3 separate regions of the Danio rerio genome follow, and regions 1 and 2 are each linked to region 3. A link is a contact called in public HiCAR-type and HiChIP or PLAC-seq data. All regions are on one chromosome and are shown on one strand. Each heading gives the region's core, a stretch centred on a gene start, on an enhancer-like site or on the middle of the called end of the contact. The rest is flanking DNA. Distances are from core to core; before and after follow the strand shown. Region 1 holds the start of slc14a2 (solute carrier family 14 member 2). Region 2 holds the start of lnpep (leucyl/cystinyl aminopeptidase). Region 3 holds the start of setbp1 (SET binding protein 1).

What was found. HiCAR-type assays count read pairs that join an accessible place to other places. HiChIP or PLAC-seq counts read pairs in DNA pulled down with a chosen protein or histone mark.
Region 1: a contact with region 3 is called in a HiCAR-type map of caudal fin, with 6 times the contacts expected there. The contact joins the promoter of slc14a2 here to the promoter of setbp1 in region 3. A contact is called at or near these places in 6 of 18 Hi-C or Micro-C datasets (caudal fin, embryo, fibroblasts and 1 more) and 3 of 4 datasets of contacts at active chromatin or transcription factors (caudal fin, embryo and gastrula embryo).
Region 2: a contact with region 3 is called in an H3K4me3 HiChIP or PLAC-seq map of gastrula embryo, with 3 times the contacts expected there. The contact joins the promoter of lnpep here to the promoter of setbp1 in region 3. A contact is called at or near these places in 3 of 4 datasets of contacts at active chromatin or transcription factors (caudal fin, embryo and gastrula embryo).

Annotation. Positions count from the first base shown.
Region 1 is chr5:56,277,391-56,280,898 of GRCz12tu, forward strand. It overlaps slc14a2 (solute carrier family 14 member 2), which reads left to right and starts at 1,466. Exons shown (of 10, transcript NM_001020519.1): 1 at 1,466-1,505; 2 at 1,606-1,683; 3 at 1,789-1,951; 4 at 2,749-2,938; 5 at 3,009-3,137. The coding sequence starts at 1,482.
Region 2 is chr5:56,329,386-56,332,812 of GRCz12tu, forward strand. It overlaps lnpep (leucyl/cystinyl aminopeptidase), which reads right to left and starts at 2,098. Exons shown (of 18, transcript NM_199621.1): 1 at 2,055-2,098.
Region 3 is chr5:56,146,729-56,150,378 of GRCz12tu, forward strand. setbp1 (SET binding protein 1) reads left to right here and starts at 2,007. Exons shown (of 4, transcript XM_005165675.6): 1 at 2,007-2,487.

The DNA of each region.
Region 1 (3,508 bases), core at 216-2,715, 130 kb after region 3:
TTTTAAATTATAGTAACATGCATAACCTTATGTTTCACCATCTGTTGTCCTTGGTAAACATAAAAGACTAAAAACAAAAACACTTTATAATAACTACACACAGGGCCGGAGCAAGCTGAACTGCCGCTCTAGGCAAAGGACGGTCACGCCGCCCTCGCGGGTGGCGAGGGTAGATTAGGGGACTCCGCCCTCTCTATTCTGCCGCCCTAGACGCGGATATAACTGAGGCGCGGGTGGCGAGGGTAGTTTAGGGGACGCCACCCTCTCTATTCTGCCGCGCTAGACGCGGAAATAACTGAGGCGCGGGTGGCGAGGGTAGTTTCGGGGACGCCGCTCTCTATATTCTGCCACTCTAGACGCGGATATAATTGTGGGCGCGGGTGGCGTGGATAGTTTCGGGGACGCCGCTCTCTCTATTCTGCCACCCTAGACGCGGATGTGGGCGCGGGTAGTTTCGGGGACGCCGCCCTCTCTATTTTGCCGCCCTAGGCGGCCGCCTAGGTCGCCTCTATGGAAGCGCTGGCCCTGACTACACACTATGAATCATTTACTACGCATTAGCATCTAGTGAATTCATTATCTGTTAAGCATTAACTCTACTTTAACAAACGTACGCAGTTTATAATTGCAGCTACAAATGTTGTACTCTTGACTTACAACCACATTTATAATGTGCCTCAATAATAATAAGAATTATAAATGTTAATTTCAATAGTTTATAAATCATTTACTAACTTATTCTGAATCTTAAAAACAACCAACTATGCTTAAATAACTGGTTTGTAAATAATGCAATACTTCATTTAGTAATAAAAAATAAATCATTAACTAAGTATGAAAGTAACATTATTAGCTACATTATAAATGTGGTTATAAGTCAAGAATAGAGCATTTGTAGCTGCAGTTATAAACTGCTTACTAACATTTATTAATGTAGAGTTATAGCTTAACAGATGAATTCAATATTTGCTAATGCTTAATAAATGGTAAACAATCTTCCAGAACATTTAAATGTACCACAAATATAAAAAGAACAGAGTAACAGGTCTACTGTTTGACACAGTTTTGTTTTACTAATGGATTCGTAGAACAGAGGCCCTTTTGTGTTTTTCCAACTCAAATAATTGACTACTAATTCAAGTACTAAAATGTTAATCCATATGCAGTCTATGTTATCTGCTTTTTTTTTTTTAATTTTGAGAAGAACGTGTTACAGTTATTTGGTAATTGCATACAAAGTTTCAAAAACCATAGAACATTTTTTAATGCTTTTTAACAGCTTATCAGAATGAAAAAGCAAAGTGATTAGCAGAAACCTGCTCAAGCAACTTAGAATAGGACCAAACTAAGTCAGAGGAATGCAAAGTAAGATTTGAACTGCATGAATAGAGGTGGAGCAACGCAAACAGACCGGCACTATAAAACCATCAGATCTGTGGCTTCATGGACTTCATTGATTCTTTCTGTAACTGGCCTCATATATGCCTGGAACACATCTAACGAAGGTAGATACACTCCTTTTTTCTCTCTCTCTGAATGTTATGTCAATTGAGTATGATAGTATCAAAACTTGAATTAAATTGAATAAAGTCAATGTTTTAATAGAAAAGTGACCCGCTGAATGTCACACATCTCTGCAAAACGTCTACTTCTACACAATATTCCAGTGCTCAAAACACAAAGGTGAGATTTTTCCTGTTCTCTTGTCTTTTGAAAAATTCCAGGAGGCAGAACACAGACGGATCCCTGCAAAGAATATTAAGTGTTTGTGTCTGTGAACATTTACAGGAGCTGCAACCACTCATGGCAAATCCAGTCCACAAAATTACAGATGAGAAGAAACAGCAGGGACTCGAGAAGATCAATTCGGGCCAGAGGTTTAAAGCAAATCTCATAAAATGGGTCTCGTTTATTTCTGGAGACATGGCTGCGTTCGGAGAATGGATGAAAGGTACAGGAGTTTAAGCTTAATTGAAGCTCGATCAAGAGCCAAGCTTGAAAAAAACAACAAGAGCATTAATTCTGCAGTGAATAGTTGGCAGAAGAGTGTTTGCAAGTCTACTTTACGTTTAGATTGACAATGGAAAAGCCTAAGCATTCCTGTTTTCTTTATCTTAAAGATAAAAATGCAGCTTTAACACTTTCTTTTTCAACTTTTGTACTTTGTAAACAAGTGGAAATATGTTAAACGTCATACATTTAATAATGTGTGATCCACACCTAATTAAAAACATACTCTTTCTAAGACGGAAATATATGCAGTCTTTTTATCATGATTTTTTTTAACTCTTAAATGCTTAAATGTTTTTCTAATAAATGGATCTATAACTGCTGCAATGTGTAAATAACTATAGTAAAAAAAAAAACAGACATCATTGAGAATTGATGTGAACTGCTCTTACTGTGTTGTCCGGCCATTAGTGACCATGTTTATAATTTTACAAACAATTGAAACTACAGTTTTAAACCTGTGGGCATTACAGGTGTTTCTAAATCCTGCATTAAAGACCCAAGCTAGTCATTTAATGGTTGATTACTTTTGATACTTAACTACAAAATGCATTCACAGACACACAGATTAGTAGCAGTTATTAATTGTTTGGTTATTATTGTTATTAGTAATTGTTTTCACTGCAGGACATTTTTCATGGCATACACACATATCTCTTTAAACCTCTGCCCTCTGCAGACATCTGCAAAGACTTTATTGGTATCAACTATGTGCTTTCTCATGTTTACCCTGTTCAGGCCAGTTTATCTTGCTCCAAATTATGGACTGGGTGTTGCGTGGAGCGGCTCAGGTGATGTTTGTGAACAACCCTCTCAGTGGTCTGATCATCTTTGCTGGACTGATCCTCCAGAATAGATGGTGGGCACTCAATGGTTTTGTTGGAACCGTGTTTGCTACGATTTCTGCACTCATCCTCTGTCAGAACAGGTATTAACACAACTGGTTCATTATGAATGTCTAAATGTTTGAGCAAGGTTTAAGTGTTGTGTTCCCTCAGAGGTGCAATTGCTGCTGGTCTGTATGGATATAACGGCATTTTGGTTGGTCTCCTGATGGCAGTTTTCTCAAATGCTGGAGATTGGTATTGGTGGCTTCTTCTTCCCAACATCTTCATGTCAATGGCATGGTGAGTTTGTGTCATGGCTCCTTCCAAGACTTATTTTAACTTGTAAGAAAGGAAATAGCTTAGAGCTGGAATGCACTTTGCAAGATTTGTAGTCTGTATGAGTTGATGCTGCTTAAAGTCAGAGCCACTCTGCAGATTCAGGGCAGAAAATTGTGTTGCATAATGATGAGTACAGACATTTTGGTTGACTAATATCGAACAATTTAAAAGATTTCTTTACTAAATGTAAATTTTATTTGTGATTCATGTTGCGGTTTGAAACTTTTTTGAACGTTTTTGTCAGTTTCTTAGTATGTGTTCATTTCTAAATTATCTGTAACAGCCTACAAATTTAGCAAGTGCGGGATGCTTAGTTTTTGTCAGAAAGATTT
Region 2 (3,427 bases), core at 848-3,347, 180 kb after region 3:
GATTGAAATTGTATGGCCTGAATGTAAGCTTTTTTTTTTTTTTAACTGTATTTCTAAAGATTTCTCAATACCTTGGCGGAAAATAAAAATACCACAAGAGTTCCTCTTTTATTTGCTTGTTCACAAGAGAATAAAACTAAATTTACTTAAATCAAGGCACTTGAGTAAACACTTATCAAATTAGCTCTTGAAAGCACTGATGTGCTATACCTTCTGACCTGAGGTTAAATTGGGGTCTGTTGTACACTGTACTGCTGCTCTTTTAGGTAACTGGTTTAAGCATTTGTATTCTTTCCAACGTTCATACATACTGAATAGAGACAACTTTCATTCAGGAAGCCAACAAAAGCAAGTAACGGAAGACTTTTTTTCTCTACTGCTGACAGACAGATAAATTCAGGGGCTGTTAGATTAAACTCTTTTTATGTTAACTAAATAGAACATAGCAAAAGACAGTTACCAAAGTGACTGCCAGCTGACCATCTGTCAAATTTAGGCAAGACCATAAAGACACAAAGCACCAAATGTCATCTTGGAGACATTATTGCAAGATTTTGTGCAAACATGAACCTTGGGGCTTTTTGGAAACTTAAGATTGATGCAAGTAGACTGACTGATGTATTTACTTTAAGGGCATATAAAGTCATATGTGAGTGCTGAGTGTGAATGCAGACATCACATGAATAACAGTAACCACAACAAACAAGCCATTGATTTAATTTACTGGTATTCCCTCCTACTTATAAAACACTAGACTGTTTTAATCTATTCAGATGTCCTGTCCGTTAAAGCACCATATGAACTTCAAGAAGCTCTCGTGGCTACTTAAACGTTATTCACATCAGTAAGTTGAAACTTTGTATATACGTTATCTATGATTACTTACCCAAAACAGCTCCATAGCTAAAGTAATCATTGGCACAGAACCAGGGCCATGATACAAACAACTTAGCAAAATCCAAAAGCAATGCTTTATAACATTTGCTTGCATAATATCGTTACATAAAAAGCATTCTGCGGCCAGATGTAGCATGTTAGCTGGCAACTTTTTGCAGTGCACGACCTGGCGTACACAGATAAACAGTCCATATTAGCTGGAACCTTACCGCTTTCAAACGTCTCCATCCTTAAATTTTGAAATGCAAGTATGGAGTATAAAAACAAATCCCGTATCAGCTGAAATTGCAGATGTTTAATCCCAGGAAAGGTGAAGAGTCACACATTCACCCAACGTAGGGACACATCAGATCAACTGGTGTTAGCTTAGCATCGTTAGCTTGATCTACAGCCCTAACATTTCACCGCATCAAATAGATCGATCAGCGGTTTATTGAGTCATCGCTGCACATTTATTTATCGATATAACAACAGACACAAGCTGGAAATGGCATTCGGTGTTGTCAAAAAAGCGACAAGAATTTAACTTCCCCTTTAGCTGAAACGTTTAAAGGGACAGTTCACCTCAAAATGGACATGTTCCAAACTAGCATGGTTTTCTTTATAAAACAGATGTCACGCTTGTCACCCCAAATTTTGCGTTTAGACTTGAAATACATGCGTGGATGTACTGAACAAAGCCCCAGAATTTAATTATGGTTATTGTTATCCTGCCTAAAATTCACTTATGTTCTATGCTTACGAAGTCAGGTAGAGAACTTAAGAAAGTATATAGGCAACTTGGTAAGTTTAACTTTCGAGGTTGGTTGGAGGTATATACTTATTGTAATTATTATCATAACCAATGCAAAGTATTTACAGATCTAACTGGAGTGTAAAATAAAGCACCAGCGACACAGCAACACACTCGATTTTCTTTTTGTGAGAACTATCCCTTTAAGACGCCACTATACCGACGTAGTTCTTAAGAAATGACAGGCTAATTAGCATATTTGGCCCTGACTAATAACAGTTTCACATACACAATAACAATTATATGGAAAATATTTTTGAATGAAATGTTCAATGGTTAATTCCTCTAAAAGTATTAAACATGATACAGAACCTAAAATTCCTTTAAAAATTAATTTGCAAATAAAATAAAATTGAATTCATACCAATAGCCCCATATTCCTGTTGATTTAAATGATTTGCAGATTCCATGGGCTGAGACAGACTGCCATTCTCGACAGGGAAAACTGTAATAGCGTCTCTGTTTAGCAATTTGGACAATCACATGCAAACAATTTGACTCAGAAAACACTACAATAGGCTGTTTTTTTAAGAGCCTGCAGTGTGCAGCACATTTGGGCACCAGTGGAACTGATATAAAATAGTCGGGCCATTGTGTTCTTAGAACAGCAGAATACTGTGGAGAAATAGATTCTGTGAAAAAAGTTTTCAGTTGGGCAGTGGCTATTTGCACTAAGTGAAAATGGCAACAGCGGCTATTTGCACTTATTTTAACAATGTCTTTCTGCTTGGTCAATTCATTTATTTTCTTCTACAGCGAGCACTCTGCATTCTGGAAAAACAATAGATTAATTTGTTAACTAGTTGTCTTTACATAATAAAGTTGCTTTCAAACTGCCAACAACATTGTAACATGTTCCAGCTCCTGTTTCAATGGAGAGCTAGGAATTTCCAACACAAGTAACAGTGATCTTTGGTGACAAGATGAAGGCTTGCCTAATGTGACAAGGTGAAAAATGTTTGTACACTAGTACTGCAGTAGATTATACAACATAAGTGGAGCGTTACTTTAACAAGAAACGGTCAAAATATAATATCAAGTTGTATAATGTAAAGTATATAATAAAGTTCTCATCAATTTACAGGTGCATCTCAATGAATTACAATGTTATCAAAAAGTTGTAATAATTGTAGTTGTAATTTCAGTATTTCAATTAAAGAAGTGAAACTCATAAATAGATTTGTTACACATAGACTGATATTTCTGTTTACTTCTTTTTATTTTGATTATTGCGGCTTACATCTAATGAAATCTCAGAAAATGGCAATATTACTTAAAGGGTCATGACACCCCCACTTTCGGTTCAGGTCCACCTCAGAATTAAAAAAAAAAAAGATGCATCATAGTGGGCGTGGAGCCAAAGAGCTTAGAATTACCAAGAGGCGACACTCAATAGAACGTTCCATTGCAACATTAGCGGCCAGCAACAGTCCCGGATTCCACCATTTTAGAGTGAAAGTAATCGGCTGTCCATTGGATCTTATTGCTGCGATTGCAAGCAGCTACTTTGTTTTTTATTTATTTATTTAAAAAGTGCAATAAAGAGGAGCTACAACCTGAAAGACGACAATACAACACTTCCTATCACAATTATTAACACTTTTAATAGTTTATTTTATAGACTTCTAATGTGCTGTTGATCTATTGGAGTTTTCATTCCAAAATGGCCGCTGCAACATCTAGCGGCTGTTTCCCATATTGCACTAGAGTGTCGCCTCTTGGTGATTCTATGCTCTT
Region 3 (3,650 bases), core at 757-3,256:
ATGTCAGTCAAAATAAACTAAACTTGTGAATGCTGAATAGTCACTCCATATAAAACTAATAGTCCTCATTTCATTACTTGACTCATTACATACAAAAATGTTGAACTAGTTGTCAAAATCTGTCGAGCTAATTTTATATAAAAAAATTAAAATATTTATTTTCCTGTAAATGTCTTCAAAATTTAACAATTTCATGATTGATTTACACACCTGTCTGTGTATGTTGTAGGTTCAGTTCCGATATGCGCTGCAATATTGTTTACAGTTGTGCACAGCTCTACCCAAAGAAATTTTATGTTTGTTGTAAATAAGAATGTATTTATTCTTTTGCACAATGTTGTGAATAAATTAGAATTGTAAAGAGTATATGCAGTAAAAATGTTACAGTAAACATACATATTTCGTGTCTTGTACTCAGATACCTCACTAAATGCAGTGATGTCTAACTTTACTGTAGTTTTTCAAATGGCTGTGCAAATAGTATATAGTGTTGTCTTGAGCATTTTCTGGAAGTCTCACCAAAATCTGACGTCAATGGAGCAGTCTGGCGAAATTAAAAAATTAGGCTGATCCTGATTGGTCCTCATGCAGATGTAATGTACATCAAAATGTAGAGAGTAAACTGTCATAATGAATACATGACAAAGTCATTTGACTATCTTGTTCATCAACAATGGTGTCAGGATTTTTCATTTTGATGACACTGATACTTTTACTGACATAAATACTTGCTTTTGAGGAATGCACTATTCATTTTGAGCTTGTAACGTGCTTTTGCAGGTTATCAACTAGGTTTTGAGGTTTGTACTAATTGTTTTGGAAAATGCATTAACTGTTGTGCAGAAATGTACTAGTGTTGTGATAAATGCACCAAAGCGACTGAGAAAAACTACTTGTGTAACTTCTTTACTGTAGTTTTCAAATGGCAGTGTAGTGCTTTCTTCAGCATTTTCAGGATGTGTCACCAAAATCTGACTCTTACATCTGACTTTTTTACATTAACAGAGTAAACTGTCATAATGAAAACATGACAAAGCCATTTGACTATCTTGTTCATAAACAATGGTGTCAGGACTCTCATCTTGATGACACTGACACTTTCATTGACATACTTGCTTTTGAGGAATGAGTTTTCCATTTTGATCAAGTAACACGCTTTTGCAGGTTATCAACTAGGTTTTGCAGTTTGTTCTAAATGTTTTGAGAAATGCATTAACTGTTTTGCGAATGTAGTATTGTAAGAAACGCACCAGAGCGACAGAGAAAACTGTAAAAATATAATAAATAAATAAATAATGAATAAATAAATAAATAACCGAATTTTGATTGATTTAACAAATAAACATGTTGTACTGAAGAAAAATGGCAAAAACAAACATACATTTTCAGCAATACATTTCCAAGTGGACAAAATAAACAAATCAAGCAAACATGTGAACAGACAAATAAATATATTGCTCTATGCAAACACAAAACCAGAAAAACTGTTATACAAATACAAAAAAATACAAATATTCTGGAAAGTGAGATAAGAAATTAAAAAAAAAAAAAAAACATATTTTGGGCTTAAGCAGAAAGGCATAAAAAATACAAATATGCTGTAATTAAACATATAAACTAAAACTGAAAATTGAAAATATAAACAAACAAACAAATAAATAATGAATAAAAAAACATAAAAATTGTATACAACACGCTTAGCAAGACAGACAGACAGATAGACAGATAGACAGATAGACAGATAGATAGATAGATAGATAGATAGATAGATAGATAGATAGATAGATAGATAGATAGATAGATAGATAGATAGATAGATAGATAGATAGATAGATAGATAGATAGATAGATAGATATCTTGTTCCACAGGTAGATGGCGCAGGTGAGCGAGCAGCAGCCAGGACAGGTCTGTCAGTCAGAGCGTTTGCCCAGATCAGACTCAGAGAGCAGAAGCACACACACACACACCAACCATCAAAAACTACTGCGGGAGTCCAGCAAGAGTCACATCACACTCGCTGAAGTCCAGAAGCAACACACGTTCAGCCGCGGGAACGCCGGAGTCCGCGTTTCTCCTGGATATATTTGCCCCGCACGACCGGCGAGTCACGGAAAGCAGGACTTTGGACATAACTGTGGATCGTAAGAGCAGATTTGTTTTCTCCGCAGTGGGAAGGCTCGATCCTCCCCCCGAGCCTGAGGATTTGAGAGGGAAGCAATGCAGTGCTGAGACTGACTGTACACCATATTTCTGCTCCAGTCCACATTTCATCTGAATCTGCAGACGCATTTCACCCATCGACCGCAGATCGACCGCTCTTCATTTCTTTCCTCCCGAAAAAGAAATCCAACTCGAGATTAGGACTGACGCCATTTTAAAGCGATAAAAAACCGCTTGAGTTTTGAGGGATTGTAAAGTGCTTGTCATGATCTAGTAAATGGATTTACTCTCGTAGACTTCAGCAGCAGCAGCAGCAGCAGCAATGGGTGAGTTTAACCTTAGCACTATGCCATTTTGATCAGATTATTTATTTTTGTTTCTGAGGCATGCGATTAACGTGACGTTACAGGCGATGCACTTAAAATCTGCAGAGCTTTTTTACCTGAAGAAAAAGGTAGACCACCGCCAGCATTGCCTGAATTGTTCAACATAAACAAAACTCAATCTCCATTATCAGTAATAAATCATTAGTAACAGTTTCATTTACTACAGAGGGTGAATGTTTTATCTAACTCACCCCGAAGCTGCAATTGCAACACTGGGAGAATACCTTGAGCTGTATGTTCTGATATATAATGGCATATTCATAGGAAGAGGCATTATTCAGCGTAATTTACTGTAATCGTGGCCATGCATCAGTTTCCCGCTGATAGAGTAGGCGTGTGTTTGCACTGTCAAGCGCCTATAGTAATTTCCACTATAAGCCACCGTGTAGGCTTTGCTTTCCATGTCACTTGTGTTCTTCTTACTCATCGCAGACGGGATGTGTCACAAAACCTCACTAGCTGTCTACCTAGACCGCGTTTTTTGGGGCGTTTTGTTTCCCTAGAATGCTGGCAAGAAAGAGTCTCGCTAGGTTTTGAGACACCTCAGCGTTTTGTGTTAATGATGCAACTGTTGACCTAAGTGTTAGGTTTCCTATCTGATCTGTCATAAGGTTGCATGGTCAAATTACCCTTTGCTGACATTTGCCAAGATCAGATACTATTCAGAACGTGAGTTGCAGTTATTATTAATGTTTTCTATATTTAGCCTATCAGATTTTAAATGGTGTTTTAAATGGTTTGGTTGGAGCAAATCTGTGGCTAATTGCAAAAAAGGCATTTTGATAACATTTTTGACCTGGGCCAGGATTTTCTGTTCGAAACCCAAAACAAACCAAATAAACTAAACATTATACTATTAATTAAATGATGCAGTGTTTAAATGTAGACGATAACACTAGGTTGTAGTGATAAATGACATAATTATTGGTGTTTTAGAAAATTGGTTATATTGAAGTACTGAGCCATAAAAATGGACTGAAAAAATCTTAAATATCAATTTCTGTATTTTAATTGATCACAGTTCATTTTCTCATGTAAATGATATCGACATGGAATTTTAAAATGCCAATATCTGATAACTCTATCTGATATATATATATATA